Regions from separate parts of the Cricetulus griseus genome. Here region 1 is linked to region 2. A link is a contact called in public Hi-C data. All regions are on one chromosome and are shown on one strand. Each heading gives the region's core, a stretch centred on a gene start, on an enhancer-like site or on the middle of the called end of the contact. The rest is flanking DNA. Distances are from core to core; before and after follow the strand shown.

The links. Hi-C and Micro-C count contacts between places; a contact is called where the count stands out from the background.
Region 1: a Hi-C map of liver shows a contact between it and region 2, with 2.8 times the contacts expected there. The contact joins two enhancer-like sites. A contact is called at or near these places in 2 of 8 Hi-C or Micro-C datasets (the CHO-K1 cell line and liver).

Annotation. Positions count from the first base shown.
Region 1 is chr8:46,634,352-46,637,119 of CriGri-PICRH-1.0, forward strand. No RefSeq gene overlaps it. Among named protein-coding and RNA genes, the nearest start is that of Lmod3, 35 kb to the right of the region's middle. Within about 2 kb of position 1,425, at least 2 of the 6 cell types and tissues checked have open chromatin away from gene starts, as enhancers often do.
Region 2 is chr8:46,190,676-46,193,375 of CriGri-PICRH-1.0, forward strand. No RefSeq gene overlaps it. Among named protein-coding and RNA genes, the nearest start is that of Mitf, 67 kb to the left of the region's middle. Within about 2 kb of position 1,401, at least 1 of the 6 cell types and tissues checked has open chromatin away from gene starts, as enhancers often do.

The sequences.
Region 1 (2,768 bases), core at 175-2,674, 440 kb after region 2:
GAGTCATCTCCCCAGCCCCAAAGCTGAGGTTCTCAAGGATTTAGGGTGCATTGATTTAGCCACTAAAATGACAATACTAAAATAATCATTACAGCTAACGCTGATTCATGTCCCCAGCTCCTAGAATTTTTTTTCTTATTTATTCATCACAGTAAAGCCACCATTATTAATCCCAAACCAAAGCTCATGGAAGTTAGTCTTTTGCTCCAGTGTGTAGTTAGGAAGCACTCAGGGGTGGATTCCAGGTACCACAGTAGAAGAGGTAAGTTTTGTGAAGCTGTGAGTTCCTGCGGCTCAGAGTCCACTGAGTAGGAAGACTGTACTTGAGTAAGGTGAGGAAGTTGTTTTCCACCTCCTCCTGCCTCAGCTGCACCGCAAGGCCAGGGCAAAGCACACCGGTGAGAGCTCAAGAGTAAATGCCACCTTAAATCAGACGCCCAGACACCTCCCCCTCCCCCCACGCCCCGGCACCTCCCTAGCTCATGCTGGGTCAGGTCATGCTGTTGGCCCAAAGACAAGTTCCTGCCCTTTCTATGCACAAGCAGCACGCACCTAAGAAAGCAAACAAGTGGGGCAGTGAGATTTGGAAAAACACACACACACACACACACACACACACACACACACACACACACACACACACACACACACGAGGCCAGTTAAAAATTGGGAAAGAGTTCTAAGTACCAATTTTTTAGAATTTTTTTTCCGGGGGAGGGGGCGGCTGTGGAATCAACCAACGCTTAGGACAAAACGATTCAGTACCGTAGAGGAAGCGTCCTGTAGATCTGGGATTCAAGGTGAATGAAAAGGGAGGCATGACCTCTCCTAGATAGAAACGGTTGAGGAGATGGGTTTACTGTAGATATGAGGGAAGAGAGCAGCCAGAGGCATCTGGAAGGGTCCAAACTGAACTGGGGTTGGGGGGGGGAGAGGCAGGAGAAAGCGGGCCAAGAGAGGAACCAGTAGCCAAGACAGAAACCAGGACCAAGAGGTCATGTAGCCAACCAAAATGGTTTAGTTATATAGCTATCAGAGTCTGGGAGAAAGGAGGCCGGCCTCTGGGCTGGAGAGGCTTGGGGTAGGGGCGGGATGGGAGGAGCCACAGGTATTGAGTGAAGGCTGGGAGAGCTAGCCAGCATCTGTTTTGATGTGTTAATAAGCACCTCAGCCAAGTGTCCTGGGTTTCTTTGAGACCTAGCACCAGAAAAACCTAATTGCCAAAGCCTCTGTCTAGGGGTAGCTGGGACAGTACCACACAGGAGGGAGATGTCTGCAGCGAAGAGGCACACCGATGGTGTCCTGCCTTTCCCATCCACGGAGAAGGCGGCTGGCTCAATGTGAGCCCTTCATCTGAACAGAATCTTTTAGGCTAGGCCAAGTTTCTTCTGTTATTTCGGCTGTGGCTAGACTTCCCGAGCTTACAATATTGGTTAAGAAGGACACCTAGAGGCCTTCCTGCTTTACTGCAGGCATGATTTCCTAGCTGCCCTGGCCTGAATTCAGACTTTTCAATATTCTATGAACAAGGTGCTACAGGCTACAGGTGGAAGGAAACAAAACTAAACAAAAAACCCAGTTTCTACTTTCTAATTCCCAACACTTGTGATCATTGGCTTTGTTCTTGGAGAAGTTGTTTCTGTGTTTAAAATCATCGCATTTATAAGGGAGAAGAATTGGTAACAGAAAATTATAAGGGTTCAATAATGTTTAAGACCTTGGAAATAGCAATTGCCAGTTCCTGGGACAAAGTAAGGCAGATTTTGTTTTTGATTCTAATGGGACTCTTCAAAGAAGAGAGTTGATAACATTTAGCAGCGTTAAATTTAAATATCAGTAAGATAAAAATTAAATATTAACATTTAATAGTCACCTAATGCCAAGGCAAAGATTGATGTAATGTAAGGTATTTTCTCAGATAAAAAAAAAATCAAACAAGCCTAACTGGCAAGATTTTTTTTTAGCACACTCTTTAATAAAATCAAAATTTATATATACACACATACACACAGATTCTATGATTTTAAAAAAAGATTTTAAATAAAGACAGGATTGATATGACTGATGTGACTGGTTTTGCCTTTGTCTCAGACACCAAAAGGTGCGGCCCTACCTGGGGCTGGGCCAACACTTAACAAGAGGGCTGAGTGTCTTCTGTGCCCATTTTAGATACAAGAATGAGAACCCAGGATAAGTGTTCAGACACACCAACAAAAACAAGGTCACATAGTCAATGCAGTTTTGGAAGTCACCCACAATGGAGAAGCCTGATACAAGGCCTTTTAAAAATGGTATATGAAGGAGGGCCACAGTACTAGGGGAACGCAGAGCCTCACACATGTGGGCTAGCTCTGCAGCACTGAGACCCATGCCAATGGTCATGTTTTTAACTCTTTTTGCCCATTCATATATGGTGGGGGGGCACAGAGAAAGATAAAAAAGAGAGGGAGACAGAGTCTTACATGGCCCAAGCTGGCCTTTCATTTAATATGTAGTAGAGAATGACCTCAAATTTGTAATCTCCCTGCCTCTGCCTCCTACCTGAGTGCTGGGATTATGAGTGTATACCACCAGTTTTGACTTACTTGATTCTGCTAGAGCCAGAACCCAGGGCTTTGTGCATGCTGGGCAGGCACTCCACCAACTGAGCTCCAGCCATGACCTCATATTATTACTGGTTGGCAAAGCGATTTGGGCTCAGTGTTTTCTACCCTTGGTTGTAATTTTACTGGCCATGTGTTAGAGTTTACTGGTACCCGTTGAATAAG
Region 2 (2,700 bases), core at 151-2,650:
GAGGAAGGATTCACTTTGGCTCACTGTTCAAGGGGACACAGGTCAGTGCAGCAGGAGAGACATGGTAGAGGGAATCTGGGACTTTGCTTGTTAAATCTTCATGGATCCAGAAGCAAAGAGAGCTCCAGCAAAAGCTGGCACAGACAAAACCTCCACCCCATCAGTATTTCCAATGGCCCACTTCCTCCAGTTAGGTGCCAACTCCTGAAGTTTCTACAACCTCCCCAAGTAGAGCCCTGACCAAGGACCACGTATTCAAATGCATGAAACTGCAGGGAGCACTTTACACTCAAATCATACCACCTTTCCTTATAAAGTAATGGTAATGATAACTAGCATGCATTGTGTACTTAACATCCTCACCTAACAGTCTCACACCAGACTGCAGATACAGAGGATTTGCATAACTGGTCCAGACACAAATGCCTGGGAATCTGGCCAAGCTGACACTGAGTTGCAGCTTCCTTGACCTAATGCTGTAAGGCCTCTTCATCTTACTCCAGAGATAATTGCTCATCTATGTTCTTTGCTGCTCTATTCACAATAGTCAGGAAGTGGAAGCATCCAGCTCCATTGACTAAAGAATGGATAATGAAAATGTGGTCCATTTATACAATGGAATATTATTCAGCTGTTAAAAGATAAATTATGAAATTTGCCAGTAAATGGATGGAGCAGGGAACACCCATCCTGAATGAGGTAACCCAGACCTAGAGATAAACATTGCATGTTTTCCTTATACATGGGTGTTAGCTTTTGTGCTTTAGATATGTGTGTTTTATTTAAAATAGCCATAGACCATAGGGAGTTAATAAGGGATGGGTGGGAGAGGGGAATCTTCTAAGGAAGGGGAAATAGAGTACAGTGTTGTAAAAAGATAAAGGGGAAACTAGGAGCATTAAATAGGCAGGGGGATGGAAGAGCAGGTAGAGGAGGGGATATATGGAGTAATATTTAACATTAAAGGATCTTTGAGAAGTCAAATGGAAACCTACTGCTATAGAAGCTTCCTGTAATATAATTAAAGGAATCTAAATGGAGTCACCACATAATAGGGAGACAATGTCCCAAATAGACAAGTCTGTGAAGGTTTTCTATAACGAAAAAAAGCTCATAGGTTTCCCCCAAGTTCCTGCAAATAGAAATCACCTTACCCTCTCTACCACTTGGTCCCCAGATGTCTAATACACTGTCAGGTACAGAAGGTCTCTTTGTAAAGATATAGACTTGTTCTGTAGCAGTAATAATTGCTGATACTTCAAAAAAACCTATTATTGATATTCCTTCCATTTAAAAAATATTTATTTGGTTTTATCTTAATGATTGTCTGTGCGCCATATTAGTGCAAAAGCCCTCAGGGGTCAGGAGAGGATCCACTGGAACTGTAGTTATATATGAGTCACAATGTTGATACTGGACTAGCCCAGAGAGCTTCCTGTCTCCACCCCCTGTCCTGTCATTGCTGGAATCACAAGCGTGAGAAACTGAGGTTAATCCCCAGAACCCATGTGCAAAAGGCAAGTGGTAGTCTCAGTGCTGGGGAATTAGAGACAGGGACACACTGGACAGCCAGCCTAGACTATTTGGCAAGTTCCAGGCCAGTGAGAGACCCTACATCAAAAACCAAGGTAGATCAAGAGAGATGACTCATGGATAAAGTGTTTGCATAAAAGCATGAGGACCACAAGCAGTTGCCTGTAATTCTAGCATTCCAGAGGCAAGGGCATGGAATCTCTGGGACAAGCTAATTAGCTAGACTAACTGACTCTGCAAGCTTCGGGTTCAGTAAGAGACCCTGTCTCAATAATGAAGTAGAGAGTGAGCGAGGAAGACATCCAACATCAACTTTGGGCTTCTACATGCATATGCATACATTGGAACATGGACCTATACACACGTATACGCTTATACACATGCAAAATTTCACACACACACATAAGTTCATACATTTTGACATTGCATGATATTATCATACACAAAGACTGAAAGGAAAGCAATGAATGATACCCCAAACCCAATTAAGTGGCCATCTGCCTTTATCTTGTTGCCACTTTGAGAGATGACTTTTAAGATCCCTTCCCTGGGGGTTGAATGGGTTTTTTCCCCTGTGTGGCTAATCCTTTCACATTTCTTGAAGTCAACACAATTACAATCTGCCTTTCAGTAGATCTTCCATAATGTAGTCTGTTTTATGTGACCCAGCCACAGTCAGAGCCATCCATTGGTTAAGTATGGCCTGCATGTTCTTCAACCAAGACTTGTTTTCATTGTTACTGATTGTGTGTATGTGTCTGTTGCAGAAGTGTGTATGTGTGTGTGCATATGTGTTTGTGTATGTGTATACATGTGTGTATACATGCGTGTGCATGTGGAGGCCAGAGACCAGTTAACTTCGGATGTCATTCTTCCGGCAAGGACCACCTTGCTTTTTGAGACAGGGTATCTCAGTGGAGCCTGGGGCTCACCAATTAGTTCAAGCTGGCTGTCCAGAGAACTCTAGAAAGCCACCTACTTCTATCTTCCCAGTGCTGGGAGGATAAACATGTGCCACTGTGCTTATTTCTTTACAAGGATACTGGGGGTCAAACTCAGGTCTTCATGATTGTGCACCCTAAATAATCTTGTCCCTCTCATAGTAGGCCTTCCGATGTTCCGTCCTAACCTCTGGAGCTGAGTTTAAATCTGAAGCACAGCAACATT